Linked DNA regions of Anser cygnoides: region 1 is linked to region 2. Evidence: chromatin contacts called from public Hi-C data. All regions are on one chromosome and are shown on one strand. The core of a region is the stretch at or near the end of the contact, and the rest is flanking DNA. Distances in the headings are between cores, read along the strand shown. Region 1 holds the start of HSD17B4 (hydroxysteroid 17-beta dehydrogenase 4). Region 2 holds the start of DMXL1 (Dmx like 1).

Region 1 (3,470 bases), core at 129-2,628, 170 kb before region 2:
CGTGTATGTGAAAACAGGTCCCACTTTGAAACAAACAGATCAGCAATACAAATAAATTCCCAGTTCTCATCTGTTCACTGACATTCAAAACAAAAAAAGTCAACAAGCAATGCAATTAGCAGTATATACTAACTACAACATTGTAGACTAGATGGAAGCAAACTAAGAACTAAACTGAAGTTAACAGGGCTTCCTTTTATCTTGGCTTACATTTAATCATCTATTCATCAAAAAATTGCTGTGAAATAAGACATCCAAGGGCAGTTTTCTCTGTTAACAAACTGTTTTCAAGCAGCCTAAAACTAGAAACACAAGGATATAAGGGTCACTATGGCCATGCTTATGACAAGCGATTTTTGCTCCACATGCTACTTTCTGGAAGTTTTGTTACTGACAAAGGGTTTTGTTTATTTGTTTTGCTAATACCTAAGAAATTAACCTCTACTTCAGTAACATCTGCTGTCTACCAAGAAGTACATCGGCATAGGTCTGGTAAAAGCAGAAAAGCATCACACAAAAACCTGGCCTCAATTTCTCTTGAGGAGAAAGTGACAAGAATCGACTGAGTGACATCCAAGTGACATGAATCGACCACTCAATGCTTTCCACAAAATTTCTTATTCCTAGTCCTTATCCACAAGACATGTGGTGCTTAGGGACATGGTTTAGTGGATGATACTGGTGGTAGGGGGCGGCTAGACCAGATGATCTTGGAGGTCTTTTCCAACCTTAATGGTTCTACATCACAGTTTGGGCCCCAGAAACAAGCTCTTGGTATGTGTGTGCAGCTCCACAAAGGAATAAAGAAGGGAGAGGGAGAGTTCACTGTGGAAAAACAGAATGTCCTCAGAGGATTATGTAAAAAAGAAAAAAAAAAAAAAAAAACAACTCCTTTAGCAGCTGAGAACCACCCCAAACTTTGAACTCACAGCTGGCCTTCTCTGGAAGCCCCACGAAGCTGCCAGGGTCGAGGCGCGGCTCTGAGGGCAGCTGCACGCCCCCGAGCCCCTCCCGGCCCGGCAGCGCCCCCCGGCCACCAACATCGCGGGACAGGAGGGGACGGGACGGGCCCGCAGCCCCCCCCGGGCAGCCCCGGCACCTGCCCGCCGCCCCGCTCCCTCCTCGCCTCGGTTCAACGTGCTGGTAACGCCCGGAGCCGCTCGCGCACACCCGCGGCCGGGCCCTCGGCAGGGCCCCGGGAGCCCCCCGCCGCCGCCGCCGCTCACCTCCTCCGGCGCCGGTGACCAGCACCACCCGGCCGTCAAACCGCAGCCCCGCCGCCATGGCGCTTCGCTCACCCGCCGCCGCGACGGCCCCAGCGGGCAGGGCTCGGGGCAGTGTCGAAAGGGGCGGTGGAACAGGGCCTCCGCCGCCTTCTGGGAAATGTAGGCAACGGCGGCGGGGTGGGGAGACCAATGGCACGGGGCGATCCTGATCGGGACCCCGCCCCCGACACGGTTGGTGTCTGCACCAGTGCATTGCATGCTTCCCTGGCTGCAGGAGTTCTTCAGATAAAAAATAAAATGAAATATACTACGTTTTTGTTCTCCCACATTTAGTCTGTCTATCTGTCTGTGTGTGTGTGTGTGTGTGTGCACCTCTTGTTCTGGCACTGGGCAGCACTGGAAAGAGCCTGGCTCGGTCCTCTTTGCACTCTCCCTTCAGGTATTTATGGACATTGGTAAGATCTCCCTTGGCCTTCTCTTCTCCAAGCTGAGCAGTCCTCCCTCTCCCAATCTTCCCTCACAGGTGATGCACTCCAGTCCCTCCATCATCTTTATAGCCCTTCATTGGACTCTCTCCCATATGTCCACGTTTCTTATACTAAGGTGCCCAGAACTGGACCCATCACTCCAGTGGTGGCCACACCAGTGCTGCATAGAGGGGAAGGATCACCTCCTTCCACCTGGTGGTAATGCTTAGCCTAATGAAGCCCAGGATACCATTAGCTTTGTTAGTGCCAAGGGCACACACTGCTTGCTCATGATTAACGTCCACCAGGACCCCTAGAGCCTGTTCTGTCAAGCTGCTTTCCAGCAGGGTGGCCCCAAACATAGGATTATAAAGGTTGGAAAAGACCTCCAAGATCAGTTGGTCCAACCATCACCCTGCTACCAATGTCACCCACTAAACCATGTCCCTAAGCACCACATCCAACCTTTCCTTAAACGCGCCCAGTGACGGTGACTCCACCACCTCCCCGGGCAACCCGTTCCAATGCCTGACTGCTCTTTCTGAGAAGAAATGTCTCCTCATTTCCAACCTGAACCTCCCCTGGTGCGACTTGAGGCCATTCCCTCTAGTCCTATCACTAGTTAGCTGTACTGGGGCCTGGGGTTAACATCAGCCCAGTGCATGGGCCTCTCTGGGAAAGTGTATTTCAGAATGCGTAAAAACACTGTGTAACTGCTGCAGGAGAGATGAGAGAAAAACATGCAACAGAAACCACAGTCAGTGAAGAAGGAGGTGGCGCTACACAGCAGTCCCCGCAACCTTTGGAGACGAACACGATGATGCAGGTTGTCCTCCTACAGGCTGTGGAGGACCCCATTGGAGCAGATAACCACACTGCAGCCTGTGGATGTGGCATGAAGGAAGCTGCAGTCCTTGGAGAGAAGCCCACACAGGAGCAGGAACTGTGGGCCACGAGGGACTCACGCTGGAGTGGTCTATTCCTGATGGACTGTATCACATGGGAGGGACCTCATGCTGGAGCAGGGACAAAGTGTGAGAAGAAAGGAGCAGCACAGAGGAACTGCTATGTACTGACTGAACTCCCTGTTCCCCAACTCCTGCTCCAGCACAGGGGTAGAGGTAGAAGAGTCAGGAGTGAAAGAGAGAGGTTGAATCTCAGAAGAAAGAGGGTGAATTTTGCCAATGACTGTAACTGGTAAGTGATCTCCCTGTTTCTATGTCAACACACAAGCTTTTTGGTCTTACTTTGTCCTGTGTCCTGTTGAGGAGAAGGAGTGAGAGAGCAGCTGGGTGGGTGTCTGGCAACCAGTCAAGTTCAACCCACCACGAAGGCTTCAGTTCAGGAAAGGGAAATGTTAAGTCTGAGAATCTAGATTTTCCAAGAATCAATACTGTGAAGACATGTCAATTTTAGAGAACAATTTCTAACTTCCTTTATTTCCACATCTTAGAAATGGCTTGTTTTCCTCAGAAATCGTGGTGACCATAATGTGGTCACACTCACAGCTTTCAGATTTTTTACAGCCAACCTGATCAAAGATTACTTATTCACAGATAGCAAACTGCTAAGTTAAAACAGAGATGGAGAAGTTTTAATTTTGTTTTCCTCATTCCATTCATAAATTGATGGTCTGCCATACTTTATTGAAATTCAGAGTAAATACACTTGAATGCAGTCTTTCATTTCCAGGCAGTTAATTCATTTACTTTAAAACAGTTTGCTAACATCCATCTTCTATGGATCTGCTTCATTGCTATGGAAAGTCAGTTTAAAG
Region 2 (3,647 bases), core at 522-3,021:
ATTATTATTTAGTACTGATATATCATTCATTAGTTTTTATACTTGTTAATGCTTACATCTTGATTTCAGATGCAGGAAAAGAACTGTCCATTTTCCTATTAGATTTTCTAAAGGTTCAGTCCACCATTTCCAGAAAAAGGAATTAGTTTTAGAACCTTTCACTTGTTACTGTTTCTAAGCATTCTAGTGAATTTAACATGGCGTTATAAAATGAGTAACAACGGGGAAAAAAAACAAACAAGAACATGAAGCCAAGGATATTTCTGTTGACAGTCTTAAATCTGAGGAAAAGGAATCCACTAATAACCTTCTGAGCAAAAGGACAAAAACCAAGTAGAATGTGTCTATAGGAAACACTGTTACTATATTTATGTCAAAACAGATCTTGGGAACAACACAGCAATAAAAACAAGGAAAGCTGCACTCTCCAATGGTTCCCTTCTCCCCAGTTCTCACTCCATTTATCCATTAGGAAATTCTGACTCTTCCTGGAAGTTAGGCTGTAGTAGCAGAGAGTTCTTCAGTGACACTGATAACTTGACCTCCTTCTCCCCAAAAAGGAACGTTCTCCTGAGCTTCCCATTTGGGCACCATATTTTGAAACCTTAGCAGCACTTCACTGTACAGTAAACTTTGCTGCCTCTCACCACGTTATTTCCCACCACCTCTGGGTCTCGAACACCTCTGGATACATGAAATCAGAAAATCCAGCACAGCGGGAATGGGAAGTCACAACTGCTTTAGTTGCAGAAGCCTCCCGACATGAACATACTTACAGCTGGGGGATTTTGGGAAGCAAGCACACCACTGACAAGGCCGGACTGACTCCTCAAAGCCAACCCAAAGCGAGCAGCATGAGGATGCGTGGCCCAGGGCTCATGAGGGTGCCCCGGCCTCCCTCCCCATGGTGGCACAGCACCGTGACAGCCGTGCAAGCTGTAAGCACCCAGCCGGGCTGAGGCCAGGCAGGAAAGGCACGCTCAGGTCTTGCACCTCCGTTTACCGTTGCCCTACGGGGCTCCACAAGACACTGCTTCGCAGCAATCAGGGGCGACCAGAGGAAAATAAGGTTAAAAATAGTGACGCGCGGCGAGAAGCCGAGTTTTGTCTCATTTCGTTCCTCGCCTGCCCGAAGAGAAGAGCAGACGGGATATTTTGGAGGGGGGGGTGGGCGGGGCGGGACGAACCCCCCCCCCCCCGAGGCAGAAAACCCAAAACAAGAGCGAAAAGGGGGGGGCGGCGAACGCTGACACGCGGCCCCAGCTCCCCCGGGGCAATGCGGGCCCCCCCGCGGCCGGCTGCAAGGCGCCCCCACCGCGAAGGTCGCGCCTGCGGGGCGCCGTTTATGTAACAGCCAGGCGGCCACCGCCACCACAGCCACCACCACGGTGGCCACCATCTTCCCGGTCACGGCACGTGCGGTGCCCCGGCACGGCTCGGTGATGGCGGCCGCCCCCAGCCCCGATGCCCCGCAGGTGCGCCGCTGCCGTCAGCGGGGAAGGTGCACCCGTCCTCCTCGGACTCACCGTGAAGGGCTGTCCGTGCAGGCTTCCCACCGAGAAGCAGTTGTTCCCCGGGTTCACGGCCCCCGTCAGCACCTGGTGCAGGTTCATGGCGACACGCAGGCGCCCGGCGCTGCCGGGACGCCGCCGCTCTGCCCTCCCTCCTCCCGTAGGCGGCGGCGGCGCAGGAGGACGAGGAGGCGGTGGCACAGAGCGCGGGGCGGAGCCTCCCCGGCGGGGCGGTGACGGAGGCGCAGCGCCCCCTACCACCCGCCTCGCCCCCCGCCCGCTGCCTACTGCCGCCGCCGCCCGCCCGCCGCCGCAGAGCGCTTGGCTCTCGCGAGAGGCGGGCGGGATCTCGCGAGATCCCTCCCGCCGCCTGCCCGACACCGGGCGGCCATCAGCCGCTGCACATGCGCGCTGCGAGGGCTGTGATGATGACGGGGTCTGTCAGCGCGGCGCTGGGGGTGCTTCACGCCTTGCTGCTTCCGTCCCCTGCCCCCGTCAGTGGTTTGGAGCCGCCCGTCTCTGTGTCCCAGAGCAACACCAGCGCTGTTTGTGCTGGTCCTCTCCGCCGTGAATTGCAGCGCCCGCAGTGACTTGCATTCTCGCGCTATCGAGAATCGTTAGAGCCTCTTGTTCCGGGAAATAGTGCAAAATCAAAACCACCTGGTAACGTGCAGACAAAGCGTGGTGTATCGTCCCTTGACCTCTGCAAGGCGATACCACGCATCTGTAACAGTGATTTTGCTTCTTGGGTTACTTTCCTGGTACTTTTGTAAGCAAGGTCAACCTTGGGGCACAGGTCTCACACATTTAAATAAATGCAGGCCTTGCATCCTTCAAAAATCATATTGAGAAGCACCTCACTATAACGTATTAAAAATTATAAAGTATTTCATGCAAATAAAGGAAAGATTTCTCCTATTTAGTCTTCTGACATGAAGAAAATTCCCATTTTTCACTGTATGTACATAGACATTCCGTCAAAGGTCCATGTTTCTTATGCTAGCGATAAACTGTCACCCTAATCACTTTTTTGTTTTGGAAGGGATCAAAAAGCATATCAAATTACCAGTGAGTCCAACCAAATTGATCTTATCCTTGCCAGGAGTGATGATCACAGACAGATGATCTTATCCTTCTTTCAACTGCAGAATCTAATAGAGCAACCCTAATGGATTTTTAAGGTACCAAAATTCTCACTGGTCCTGAGCAAGGAAGTGAATTGTGGCTGAGCCCTGTCAGGGGCCTTTTTTTGTGTTTTTCAGCGCAGCCATCCCCTTCTGGGCCCAGTCTGTGAACCAGTCCAGCCTTGGTTGCAGCCAGCCAATACTCCTTCCCCAGAGAATGGTTCCAGAATATGCCGGAGAGAAAAGGTCAGAAATCCTGCAGAACTACATAATTACTCCTCAGGAGTAAAATGCATATGATCTGCAGCATGGTGAGGTACCAGGGTGACAGGAGAAAGCAATCCCAGACCTCAGTCTGATGAAGAATCAGGAAGAAGGGGAAATTCAGAACACTAATTAAAAAAAAAAAAAAAGTGAAAGCAAAAGTTTTACTGGTAAGTGCTGTTTAACCTACATCTAATTACAACATAGTATGATATGTTTACAGCTGACATACCGTAACATGCTGATATGGCAAGAAAATAAGGAACTTCTCATTTCCTTTCTATTTAGATTTGGTCTTTGTGACTGTCCAGATTAGTTTGTTTGCTTTATTGCGTAACAGAATGGATGTTGCCTTTTTGTTCTCTTCTGTGACAGAGTGAGAGCCTATACAATGGCCTGCCAGGCACATACATCCATATTCTGGCTCCAGCCCCACCACCTTTCCCTTCCCACCCTTTGCTGTCAGCAGTCAGCTCTTGCACAGGAGCTGTCACTCCACGTTGCCAATCCGTGAAGCTGCTGCTGTGCATTTTCCACTTCTCAGCCTGGGGAACAGCAAGGGCAGCCAACAGAAGCAGGGTTTGTGCACATGTTCTTCCATGCGGTGCCCCTTGTCACTTTTCCTGCAACATCTGTGAATTCAGCTACAGACAGAATATGAACGGTATGTTTTATTATATCAAAGTGAATGCATTGTTGGGCACTGATAAATTTCAGCTCTGGCCTGTGCATTGTCATGCTACAGGAA

Evidence for each region. Hi-C and Micro-C count contacts between places; a contact is called where the count stands out from the background.
Region 1: a contact with region 2 is called in a Hi-C map of liver, with 1.9 times the contacts expected there. The contact joins the promoter of HSD17B4 here to the promoter of DMXL1 in region 2. A contact is called at or near these places in 3 of 7 Hi-C or Micro-C datasets (granulosa cells and liver).

What each region holds. Positions count from the first base shown.
Region 1 is chrZ:19,730,591-19,734,060 of Taihu_goose_T2T_genome, reverse strand. HSD17B4 (hydroxysteroid 17-beta dehydrogenase 4) reads right to left here and starts at 1,378. Exons shown (of 24, transcript XM_048055076.2): 1 at 1,227-1,378. The coding sequence starts at 1,284.
Region 2 is chrZ:19,557,639-19,561,285 of Taihu_goose_T2T_genome, reverse strand. DMXL1 (Dmx like 1) reads right to left here and starts at 1,771. Exons shown (of 46, transcript XM_048055072.2): 1 at 1,527-1,771. The coding sequence starts at 1,613. LOC106048361 (a long non-coding RNA gene) reads left to right here and starts at 1,810. Exons shown (of 3, transcript XR_001214141.3): 1 at 1,810-2,692; 2 at 2,774-3,563.